Linked DNA regions of Mus musculus: region 1 is linked to region 2. The links are chromatin contacts, called in public HiChIP or PLAC-seq maps. All regions are on one chromosome and are shown on one strand. Each heading gives the region's core, a stretch centred on a gene start, on an enhancer-like site or on the middle of the called end of the contact. The rest is flanking DNA. Distances are from core to core; before and after follow the strand shown. Region 1 holds the start of Tubgcp6 (tubulin, gamma complex associated protein 6). Region 2 overlaps Ppp6r2 (protein phosphatase 6, regulatory subunit 2).

Region 1 (6,116 bases), core at 1,422-3,921, 120 kb before region 2:
TGCATTTAAAGGCAAAGAAAAGGTCACATACCATCCAATACGCTCCCAGCACCTCCGCTTGCTGGCTTCGTATGTGAGCACAGCTTCCCACAGGTCCAAATCGGGGGTCATGCTTGGTTCAGACTGGGAGTCGGGAGTTAAATTGGAAGCTGACTGGAAACCTTCATCTTCCCACTGATCCACAATCTGTGGGACCTGGAGACCACCGGAAAAAGTAATTCACTATCCACCTCTCCCTGTATGCATTTATTAAGTGTGATGATAGAACACTTAAACTGTATCCACATCCATTTATTCCCTAGAGGGACAGACCTAGCAAAGCAGTCTACTTTTCCTCAGTGTACTCCACAATGCACCCCTCCACAATACATGATGACATAGAGAGTTAAAATAATCCGCTATTAATTTCTAGGCAGGTGTGGTGTGTGCCTGACATCCCAGCACTGAGATTGAAGTAGAATTGAGTCTGGAACCAGACTGGGCTGCACAGAGTGATCTACTGCAAAACACAAGGTGTTAATTTTTTACCTCACATACAGCATGGCCTCAATTTAGGGAAAACAGCATAAGAAGTCGTACAGGAAGCCCAGCACCCTGGAACTGAGGCAGGAAGATATCCATGTGTTTGAGGCCAGCATGAGCTACACTGAAACCCTGTCCTTATGAAGCCTGACCCCTCAGCACTCAGGAGAAAAAGAAAATTATACTAAACCTAGAGAAAGTTATGTACGCCAAGATTTTGCTGTACCATCATTTAAATTTGGAAATAAATATTCCCTTTAAAAATAATAATAGTAATAATAACTGAGGGCCAAACATGATACTTTAATCCCAGCACTCAGGAAGCAGAGACTGGAAGATCTCTGTGAGTTCAAGGCCAACCTGATCTACAAAGCAAGTCCAGGACAGCCAGAGAAACTGTCTCGAGAAATCAAAAATAAAAATAAAAAATAAAAACAAAACTGAGAAGTAATAGTTTGTCCTCTTAACAAAATTTACAAGTAATAAAATACAAGAGAAAATGATAATTTATTCAATGACGTGGAGGTGGGTTGGGGAAACCCATGTTACAGGTGAGGGGGTATACAAAGCATGCACACCAGGTATCTTTGAAATGATGTGGCTTCTACAACTTAAGGGCAGACTTTCTTTTGGATGGGGGGTGTTGTTTGTTTTGTTTTGCTTTTTGAGACATGGTTTCTCTGTGTAGCCCTGGCTGTCCTGGAACTCACTCTGTAGATCAGGCTGACTTCGAACTCAGAAATCCGCCTGCCTCTGCCTCCCAAGTGCTGGGATTAAAGGTGTGTACCACCACTGCCTCTCTTCATTTTAATTAATCTGATTTCTGAACTAACAGCACTAGAGAAGTGACTTAACAAGAAGCTCTTGAGGAACAGGATGGGAAAGGTGCACGTTGTGTTTTGCTTACTGGTGAGCAGCTAGGACATTCCTGTGCAAAAGGATGCCAGCAAATCCTCCCCAACACCTCTACATCATGACTGTCTGCTCACCTGAGGCTTGGACAGAAGCTTGCCAACAGTACCAGGTAAAAGAATTTTCCAAACCTCTAGGGTTACTGAAAGGGAAAGAAATACTACCTTGATGGCTAGTCCAGAGAAGTCCGCGCTGTCTGGCACAGGTGGTAGGTCCAGTCGCACATCCATGTCATAGGTGCGGCTATGCACAAGTGCACCAAAGAGGGAGACCCTGGTGTCTCTCTCAAACCTGTCACCACAAGAGTCACCAATTGAGAAGAGCCCAACGGTGGGCAGGCCAGTGCCTGGGGCAGCCTCCATCACCTGAAGCGCTTCCTGGACCGTGTGATGACACAAATTCTCCTCCCCAGAGATAAATGACCGAACGTCCATTTCAAACACACTCAAGTCATAGCAATCGTAGCCGCTGTAGGGTATGTTTCGGCCTGCATGCTTGTTGTTAAAGAAGTAATCCCGTTTTCTACGCAGCACTTGAGGGGGGCCACTTCCTGCCAGCTGAACTAAGAGGTCCAACACTGATGCTACCTCCACAAAAGGACAGTCAGGGGCTGCTTCAAGTTTCTCCACGAGCTCCTCCAAACGGTCAGCCTCTGGCCCCAAGCCCCCCACCCTCAAATCGAAGGACAGCATGAGGACCTTGTTTTTCACGGGGAGCTTCGACGAGTCGGGCTGCCGTTGATGGGTGTCCTCTTGAAAAAGATTTGCGAAAAGGGCATTGTAGGCCACCCTCTTAAGGCTCCGCTTCGCCCTCTTCCTGTTCACACTGCGCTGGCCGGGGCGAGCTTGGGCAGCAGGTAAGAGAGCCTCGCAGAGGTCATCGAACAGCTGGGTGATGCTGGCCATAGTCACTCTCTTTTCAGCCCAGGACCCTCCTGACTGGTAAACTTTGCACCTAGGAGTCACTTCATGCTCTCAAAGGCCAAAGCTCACCGTAGGTGAGCCAGGCTCAAAAAGCGGACCGCCCGTGGCTCCACACCCGGCAACCCGGCATCCGCGTCTCAGGTTTCGCACTGCAAGAGGCCACACGCCGCGACCCTAACAGCCCTCAGCCTCCACCTGGCGCTCGTCCTCGGCTCTCCCGGACCATGACAAGTTTACCGACCGAATGCGTACGCCCCATGACCAGCCTGCAAGCCCGGGACGCCCGAACTGGGACTCCCGCCGCTCTGGCGTCACACCCACGCGACGGCAGACAACACCAGGAGACGCACGGGAAATACGTCATCAGGCCCGCCCTAAGTGGGCGAGGCCTCAGCCTCAGCTTTCAGAGCTAGAACCTAGCATCTTGGATAATTTGATGGGAGTGAACTCAGTAACGGAGACAGAGATGTGTTGTGTTTGGCCGATGTTTATTGTTCTGGAGGTAGAGGACGCCTGGGCCGCAGACGGGACGTAGGTCTCGGGCCATGGTTCGCTGGGGCCCGAGTGTGCTATTTTTCACGTGTGAATCGCCCACCTTGACCGATTTCAAGCGACTGGCAATCACTGTTATTATGGTGGAGGAGCTGGAAAAGCAAAGTTGACTCGTTGGTGAAGCTGGCTCCACGTAGTTCTAACGTAGGGCGTCGCCTTTGCCCCTGTGTGCCTCACCAGCCACCTGCAGCAATTTCCAGCGAGCCTCCAGCCGAGCTTTTAGAAACATCAGAGCCTGGATCTCCTCTGGAGTGGCCTTCGAGAAAGGACCCAGACTGGGAGGTGTTTCTCCATGCAATGCCTGCGCCAGGCTCCTTGCAAGCAGGCGTATGGATTCCTGGCTCGGAGAGAGTGGGGTTTGGGCGCCGCAATGAGACAGTTGTTTCTGCCCACCTTCCACCCATATAACGTAGCCACCCTACCCAGTTTACCTCTTCCACTACAGCTAGAATTCGGCCCCCTACTGGGCTCCGAAGCATTGCAGCCAAGAGAGCAGCTTGAGCGTTCTGCAGGCCATGGGCAGGCCCCAGTGCCATCAACACCATATCAGGCTGGAAACCATAGGCCAAGGGCAGTACCAGACCCAGAATGAGGCTCAGAAACCCTCCAGTTGTCTGTAGGGACAATAGCAGAGCCTCAGACTCTCATCTAAAGGGCACTGCTAGTGGCTCCTGTCGCCCACCCCACCCCCAATCTCAGGGACCCTGGGTTGTGAACAGGAACCCCCAGAGAGACCGGCGGGGGGGGGGGGGCGGAGAAGCTCTCCAACCCCAACACAGCCACTCACCTGTGGCAGTGGAGTGGAGAAGTGGAACATGGACTGGATGGCTGCATCCTTGCCCCGGATGTTGAGCCACAGAATTCTCCTTCTCAAGAGAAAGCACCAGGGCCATAGACACATAATGCAGGAGACCCTGCTCACCCTTCCCAGGGCTTATCAATAAAAGACAGAGGAGAGCTTGGGGCCAGGGGGGTGGGGGCGTAAGTGACTGTCAACCTGGTATGGCACTGTGTTCTGGGGCATCCACTCTCAAACTGCACCTATGGGAAGCAGTGTTCTCACCCAACGGTGACCCTGGATTCCCAGTCACATGCCCACTACCTGTCCATGCACAACTGAGATGTATAAGCTAGAGAATCATACCCATCATCTGCAAGGTCCAGGGGTCGATCCAGTTGTCCCAGGGCCACACAGAGCACCCTAAGAAGTTGACCCAGGATGGGCTGGGCTCACATTGTCCAGTATCCATTTGAGGGCCCTCCCTATGCCATTGAGTGGGTACTCCCAGGTCCTTGGGGACTCAAGTCAACCAAGCAGAGTTTACCTCTGAGCTCTGCGAGCTAGGCATCGCTGAATGAGTACATCCAATGTTGCTGCTGTGGCGAGGGCAGTTGTGGTTGCTATGGCATTTCTTATCTACAGAATAAACAACAGGCTGGCACACACACACACTCTTTGGAGGACTTTCAGGAGTCAATGCCAGCTCCCAGACCTTAGGTTAAACCCATTCACGCTTTGTTCTGGTCTTTTCCAAATGGCTGATACTAACCTCCTTTCCCTACACTACAAGGTCAAATCGCCCCCGATTCTAAAAGCCAAATTGCTTAAAACTACAGGTTTTGTTTGTTTGTTTTTTAAGATTTATTTATGGTCATATGTAAGTACACTGTAGCTACCTTCAGACACACCAGAAGAGGGCGTCAGATCCCATTACAGATGGTTGTGAGCCACCATGTGGTTGCTGGGATTTGAACTCAGGACCCTTGGAAGAGGAGTCAGTACTCTCAACCACTAAGCCATCTATCTATCTCTCCAGCCCTAAAACTACACTTTAAATCGTCCACTTTCCCTGCCCAAGGTAACATGTCAACCCCTTGTACATGCCACCGCCACCATCTTCAGCTGTAGCCCCGGCGACTCTACCTGCCCATCCATGATTCCATCTAAGAGACACAGAATCTTCCCCAGTGTGGCAAGATCCTCATCCTGGAACCGGGATTTGTGAAGCCTGTAACGGGCAGGCCAGAAGGACACATGGAAATCAAAATTGTATCAGTGACACAGGTGCAAGGCATGTACAGCCCCGTCCTCAGATCCGCTCTCCTCACCTGGCCCAGGCTTCGGTCTCCTCCCTCAAGACTGACCCTTCTTGATGGAGCACTCCAGGAGGTAAGCACAGAGCAGCACCTGGTACAGTCGAGGCCACCGCTGTGCAGATTGGAGGTGCAGGGCGGAGGCACAGTTGGTCCAGGAGGGGGCTCAGTGAATCCTCTGCTACTGCACATGTGGGGCTCTCACCAAGCAGACGCAGAGATCTCTCTTCAGGAGAGTGGGTGCTGGAACTCAGAACTGGGGCCACATCTAAACGGTTCAGAGTCACAGTCACTGCAAAGAAGCTCAGAGTGGAGCCACCAACCCAGGTCCAAGCCATACTGACTTTGCTGGAGGCTTGTCCAGTAAGGGGTCTGGGCTGTCTGGACACTCTGGATGGACTCCAGGGCACTATGGCAAGAAGTAGAGTTGTAAGCCTGACTCCCCCCCTCCAGCCTCAATCCCCCCCTCCCACTGGCTCTCCAGTCTTCAAACCTCTGACATGGCACCATGAGCCCAAGAAGGGGAGGTGTGGGGTCACCAAGCAGTGTCTGCACCATCATGCACACTGACTGTGCTAGGGACTCCAAGTGGTAGCCACCCTAGGAAGAGCGTTGAAATGGGACAGAGGAGGGATGTCACTAGTGTGAGTGGCCGTACCAGGCAGAACACCTAATCTCGACTGACTCTCACATCTGGTGCCCTCCCCTCCCCTGGCCCTTGGGCACTTACCTCCAACACAGCACAAATCCGGCCACCAGCCAGCACCTGCAGCAGCTGTGTGAGATGGGCAAAGCACTCAGGGGTGGCCTGCATCTGCCCCTGAAACACAGTAAGTATGATAAGGACCTGGGCCCCCAGAACCTTACATTACTCCCAAGCCAGGCCATGTTCTCACCTCAGGGTCCCCGATAGCAGAGTCAAATCCAGCCGACACCAGCACCAACTCAGGATCAAACTATAGGCAGGATCCGGTGGGAAGGAACCAAAGAGAGCAATAGCCCAGGTGAAGGGGAGGTCCCAGTGCTACCCACTCACATAAGGTTAGACTTTCTGAGACACCTTCCCTACTCCCATTCATACACTGGAGTGGCTTTCAACTCTCCAGTCTTCAC
Region 2 (6,391 bases), core at 3,597-6,096:
AGCTGCTTTTATTTTATTAATGTACATGCAATTCTACATATTTTTACTGCAGTCCTTGGAGTTAGTTATGTCTTTGAGGAATGTGTATTGTTTGAGGTAGCTAAAGAGCACAGTTTATAGTGCTTTTCTTCTACAAGTTGAGAGGAATTATCAGTTAGCTTGTGCTCAGGTGTGTCCTGTTGTTTCCAGGGAGTACCATGGCCATGGCAACTCTTATAAAAGAGAACATTTGACTGGGCTGGCTTATAGTCTCAGAGGTTTAGTCCATCATCACCATGGTGGGGAGCATGGTACCACTCAAGTCAGGCATGGTGCTAGAGAAGTAGCTGAGAACTTTACATTCTGATCTGCAGGCAGCAGAGAGACAGGGACACTGGGCCTGGCGTGGGATATTGAAACCGCAAAGTCCAAAGCTGGATGTAGTGTTGCAGGTCTTTAATCCCAGCACTTGGGAGGCAGAAACAGGCAGATCTCTGTCAGTTTGAGGCCAGCTTTGTCTACTCACTGAGTTCTAGAACAGCCAGAGCTCTATAGTGAGACCCTGTCTTGGGAAAAAAACCCAAAAGCCAAAAACAAAGAACAAACAAACAAATGAAGGAATAAAAGAAAGAAAAGAAAGAAACCTCTAATGAATGCACAGATGAAAGACAGAAAGAAAGAAAAGAAAAGAAAAGAAAAGAACCTCAAAGTCCACCTCCAGTAACACACCTACTCCAAAAAGGGTGCCCTCCGAATGCTCCCAAGAAGTTTACCAACTGGTGGTTACATGCAAGTCTGTGAGCCTACAGGGTCCGTTCTCATTCAAACCACCACACCAGGAATGTGCATTTGTTAATGGATTTCCAGCACTGTTATGAAACTGGAAAGTTCCTTGCAGTCTTTCTCATGCCCTCAGGTTCTTTTTATTTTTTTAAATTGTACATGATTACCAAAAGCCACTTTAATGCAAGTCTATTAATATTCTTTGAGCACATTCTCTCTATCCTCTGCTGCAATTTTCTTTTCTTTCCTCACTCCCCTCTGTCCCTCTAGACAATCTTGTTTCTATGTATCTATAAACTTCAGGACCTACAAGGGAAAGAAAACATGCAACATTGTCTCTCTTAGACTGACTTAGTTCATTTAATACCTGTATCTCCAGATGCAAAAGAAACAAAACAATGTCTTCTAGTGTTGCCCAGGCTGGCCTTTAACTCTTGGCCTCCAGAGATCCTTTTTCTCAGTCCCCTGAGTACATGATACTGTAATCACACTCACAGCACCCATTGTCTGTGGATTGTTTGGGGTGACGTTCTAGCCACGGACCCAGTTAGTCAAATAGAATGGATTCATATTAATACTAAATTATTTTTGTTTTTCTTCCAGACAGGGTCTCACTCTGTAGCCCTGGCTGTCCTGGAAGTCTTTCTGTAGACCAGTCTGGCCTTGAACTTACAGAGATCTTCCTGTCTCTGCCTCCTGAGTACTCAGATCAAAGGTGTGTACCAGCACCGCCAAGGCAATACTAAATTTTTGAAGAATAAGTAGCATGAGTTTTTTTAGTTCCATAATTATGAAATGTTCTGGTGATTTGGATACTAACTAAAGGTAATGTGTCAGGTTTATGTCAGTGTGACCAGATAATGACACCAGATAATGTGACCAGCTGAGCAAAACAAACCAAGGGTAGAAAGATGATTCTGGGCTCACAGTCAGTTTCAGAGGCTTTAATCTATCATGTCAGGTATGGTGGAACAAAAAGTAGTTACATTGTGCTGGCAAGGAAGTGTGTGTGGGGGGGGAGAAATGCCTATATACCTATACTAGCTTGCTTCTTTCTCCGCCTCTCCCCCCCTTACCCCGTTTTTTTTTTCCCCAGACATAATTTCTCTGTGTAGTCCTGGTTGTCCTGGAACTCACTCCGTAGACCAGGCTGTCCAGAGACGCAGAGATCCACCTGCCTCTGCCTCCCAAGTGCTGGAATTAAAGGTGTGTGCCACCACTGCCTGGCTTCATTTTCTCCTTTTATTCCATTTGTATTCCTAGTGTAAGAATTGGTGCTGTCTATTCCAGTGTAGGTCTTAATACACTTAATTAACGTTCTCTAAAAACACACTCAGACACAACCAGAGTGTGTTTAACTAATTCTGACCACTACAGGTCTATCCCTTGTCAACTTGTTATCCAAACACATCTCCTTAAACTGTAATAATCCATTTTTGACTCCCAAAAGTCTCATGTTGAGAGTATAATGCAAATCTATCTTTAAGAGGTCTGGTAGTTTTAATAGTTCTTTCCAGTGTTATTTAAAATTCTAAATCCAAAGCTTATTCTAAAACTCTGAAAATTCTAAGCTGTAAGTTCTGTAAAGTAAAAAAAAGTCACAGCCGGGCGTGGTGGCGCATGCCTTTAATCCCAGCACTCGGGAGGCAGAGGCAGGCGGATTTCTGAGTTCGAGGCCAGCCTGGTCTACAAAGTGAGCTCCAGGACAGCCAGGGCTATACAGAGAAACCCTGTCTCCAAAAACAAAAACAAAAACAAAAAGTCACATACTTTCAGTATACAGTAGCGTAGATTCTTAATAATGTCAAGTTTTTCAAATATTTCCAAAAGAAAGGAATTGGAGAATAGTGAGGATGTATCTGACTAGAGTTGGGCAGGCCACAGTTAAATCTTGTAGATGTTCTCTTGCTTGGCTAGATGGCTTAGTGCATAAAGGCACTTGCTGCCAAACCTGACAACTGAGTTTGATTCCAGGGACCCATATACAAGTGGAAAGGAGAGAACTGACAACCACAAGTTGTCTTCACCTCTCCATGTATGCCATGGCATGTACACACACACACACACACACACACACACACATTGATGTGTGTACACAAACCCTGTAGCTCCATGCATTGATGTGTGTACACAAACCCTGTAGCTCCATGCCTGGCATTTGGAGCAGGTGTGAGGTGTGATGTAAGTTCCCAAGGCTGGGTCCTGAACAGCTTATCACCCCTGTAGCCTTGCTGGTTATAACCACCGGCCTTTTTTTCTCTTGGGCTACTCTGTTCACTTGCTGTAGTTTTCCCAGCACACATTCCATGTTTGTGACAACTCTGACTTCTGGAGTTATTTCTTTATTTTATTTTTAGTTATGCACATAGGAAGGAGGTATACGTATATGAGTGCAGGCCTTCATAAAGGCCAGAGACATCAGATAGCCCTGGAGTTACAGGTGGTTGTGGGCTGACAGATGTAGGTGCTGGGAATTGAACCCTTGTCTTCTATAAGTGTAGTGTGTGCTCTTAACTGTTGAGCCATCTCACTAGCCTTATTTATTTATTTATTTATTTATTTACTTACTTACTTATTACTTACTGTGTAATCCATGCTGGCCTCAAACTCACTGTAATCCTCCTGCCTCAGTCTTGCCAGTGCTGGGAATACCTATATGAGACAGCACATTTGGCTCCTGGAGTCTCCATTGAATCTTGGCCTTACCTTTACAGAGTTAAGCATCACTCTCTCCAGGGCCTTTCTTTGGGGATCCAGACCCTACTACACATTGCCTGACCTTCCAGACTTTTCTTTGAAACCAGAATGGAAGCCTCAGTAATTTTATGCCTTAGAGTTTCTATAGCTATGATAGAACACTGTGACCAAACGCAATATGGGGAGGAAAGGTTTTATTTTGTTTACACTTCTGCCTTATAGTTCATCACTGAACACAGGGCAAGAGCCTGGCGGGCGGCAGGAGCTGGTGATATAGAGGATATGGAGTGGTGCTGCTTCTGGCTTGCTCGGCCTGGTTTTTGTTTTTGTTTTTATAGCACTCAGACTACCAGCCCTGAGCATCATATGGGCAGTGCCCAGTCTGCCGCCAGCTTGGTCAGTAGCTGGCACCCCTTGGACCATGGGTGCTTAGACGGCTGAATGTGCGGGAAACACTTTCCTAAGTGCCTGAGCATGAGTCGGATGCCTAGAGCTGTCTTTCAAAAGACATAAAAGCTTTCTGCCTCAACTAAAGTGATAGTGGCCGGTTCCTATTGTCCTGATGCCAAGTACTTGGCTTCTTTCTAAGCACCTCTGCCTTTCCAACAGCCACACTTCCCCAGGCCCCCACTTTCCATGGGGTGCTTTGCTGAGCAAGTGGAAAGCTTTCAGGCCTTTCTTCTGCCGTGGGTCTGCTCATACCCATGCTGTGAGCTTCTCTAGATAGCGCAGCCACTTATATCCATGCTTCAGCCTGAACGCCAGCATGCAGTGAGTTTCCTGTGCTAGATAATCAGCTAATTCATCACTTTTTTAAGATCATGGTTTTGTCTTCTTCAGGTTCCTTTCTGATCCTACTTACTCAACTTAATGGTTTTGTTTTTTTCTGTCTATTTTCAAAGAAACAAACGAAACAAAAAAAACAAACAAATAAACAAACAAAGTCAAGAAATACAATTCCTCCTACAAAACAAAGATAAAAAAATAAACAAGCAAAAGAACAATAAGACAAAAAAAATATTCAAAGCAAAATGAAGCAATAAGTCCACAGGGAAGAGCTAGGGAGGCTGGGATCTGCACCAAGAGACAGAGTCCTCAGTGAGTGGAGACGGCAGGAGGGGGGAGCTCTTGCAGGTAGGCTGCTACAGGACTAAGACTAACCCACACACACACACACCACACCCCTGAAAGATCAGCAGCGGGGATAGACAGGAAGGAGAGTGAAAATTGCCTTTCGTTGTACCAGCCCAGCATGCCACTGGGAATCCCTGGTAAAAAGAGTTTTTGAGGACTGCTGGCTGACACAAAGGAGTGGAGAAGCCAGAAGGGAAAGCTGAATCTGAACCAAGAGGCAGAGGCCTCAGGAAATGAGTAGGGTGGAGGAGCCTCTGCTGAGAGGCTGTGGTAGTATAAAGAGGAAGTCTGGAGAGACAGGAATGAAAGGGCTTGGGAGACCCTGGGCCTGCACCAGAAGCTAGTTGTTCACCTTTAACTTAGCCTTCAAGGAGCTAGAGGGATTGCTCAGTGGTTAGGAATTCTGACTCCTTATCCAGAGGTCCCAGATTCAACTTACAGCACCTACCTGGTGGCTCACAGCCATTTATAAATCCAGTTCCAGGGCATCCAATCCCCAGACACACATTCAGGCAAAACACCCATACATATTAAAAACAAACAAACAAATAAACCCAGCCTCCACACAGTCTCTATTCACTGACAGAATATAGACGAATTTTCCCCCTGCAATGTAATACAAGTGGCCTGTAATCCAGTTCCTAATATAGATGTTGCTTCTATATAGAATTGCTCTTTCTTTCCCACACCCCTGTCAGTATTCTGATCTTCTGAGATCCCAGCAGAATTACATAGAAATCTCATCTTGTAGCATCCTAAAGTCTTTCTAATGTCTTTCTCCAAGCTGTTCCAAATACCTCCAACAATCACATGAGCTCTGGAGTCTTAAGAACCTCATTGTGGCTGGGTGTGGTGGCACACACTTTTAATCCCAGCATGTGGACGGCAGTTAGATCTCTGAGTGTGAGGCCAGCCTGGTCTACTTAGTGAATGTCAGGCCAGCCAAGGCCTCATTGTGATACCCTGTCTCAAAACCAAAACAAAATAACAATAAAACCTTACACTGTGAATCTGGATATGGTGGGGCATGCCTTTAATTCAGCACAGGGAGGCAGTGAAAGAACTTTCTGTAAGGCCACCTTGGTCTACATAGTCACTTCCAGGCCTGCCAGGGCTACATAAACTGTCTTTAAAAAAAAAAAAACTCTCAAAATACAAAGAACCCTATTGTTTAGTCATGACAGTGCCTACTCCCCCCGAATCATTTTAATTTAAATGAGTATTTTGCTTATATGTGTATGTCTGCATGTGTTCATGTGTGCATGTTGAATGACTGTGGTGACCAGAAGAGGGCATCAGGTCCCCTAGAACTGGAGAATTGGATGTGGGAATTAAACCCAGATCCTCTAGAAGAGAATCCAGTGCTTATAACAGTAGAAACACAGTCCCAGCCCGGCTGGTGTGTTGGTTTTACATTTCTGTGACAGAATACCCATATAAACAACTTGAGAGAAGATGATTTTGTTTCATAGGCTGAGCAGTCTTACTCTTTCACAGTGGGGAGACCATGGCAGAGCAGAACAGCTCACGTCATGGGAACCAGGAAGGATAGAAAAGAATGAGGGGAAGGAGGGAAGGAAAGAATAAGACAAAGAAAAAGATAGAAAGCTCTTAGCTAGCCTCTCCTTTTTTCTGCTATTCTTTTTTCAGGCCCTGAGCGTATTAGATGGTATCAACAATACATTCAAGGCAGATCTTTCCACCATAATCAATCATCTCTTGGATGCCTTCAGACACACCCGGAAGTGCTTTATAGCTTCCTAGGTGCTTCTCAGTCCCATCAAGATGACAATCACAA

What was found. HiChIP or PLAC-seq counts read pairs in DNA pulled down with a chosen protein or histone mark.
Region 1: an H3K4me3 HiChIP or PLAC-seq map of bone marrow-derived macrophages shows a contact between it and region 2, with 4 times the contacts expected there. The contact joins the promoter of Tubgcp6 here to the enhancer-like site in region 2. A contact is called at or near these places in 14 of 39 promoter capture datasets (the C10 cell line, the HPC-7 cell line, cranial neural crest and 10 more), 1 of 484 Hi-C or Micro-C datasets (bone marrow-derived macrophages), 4 of 115 datasets of contacts at active chromatin or transcription factors (the 230-238 cell line, bone marrow-derived macrophages and embryonic hindbrain) and 4 of 9 other capture datasets (adipose tissue, liver, macrophages and 1 more).

What each region holds. Positions count from the first base shown.
Region 1 is chr15:89,120,479-89,126,594 of GRCm38.p6, forward strand. It overlaps Tubgcp6 (tubulin, gamma complex associated protein 6), which reads right to left and starts at 2,672. Exons shown (of 25, transcript NM_001163319.1): 1 at 1,599-2,672; 2 at 32-195. The coding sequence starts at 2,339. It overlaps Hdac10 (histone deacetylase 10), which reads right to left. Exons shown (of 20, transcript NM_199198.2): 9 at 5,900-5,959; 10 at 5,734-5,823; 11 at 5,497-5,603; 12 at 5,348-5,412; 13 at 5,019-5,271; 14 at 4,834-4,918; 15 at 4,235-4,326; 16 at 4,054-4,110; 17 at 3,697-3,775; 18 at 3,341-3,523; 19 at 3,087-3,246; 20 at 2,825-3,001. The coding sequence ends at 2,988.
Region 2 is chr15:89,235,340-89,241,730 of GRCm38.p6, forward strand. The region is part of intron 1 of Ppp6r2 (protein phosphatase 6, regulatory subunit 2); the gene reads left to right. Among named protein-coding and RNA genes, the nearest start is that of Ppp6r2, 27 kb to the left of the region's middle. Within about 2 kb of position 4,847, at least 54 of the 459 cell types and tissues checked have an H3K27ac peak or open chromatin away from gene starts, as enhancers often do. A contact at or near this core is called in the HPC-7 cell line, adipose tissue, bone marrow-derived macrophages and 1 more, where this site is marked.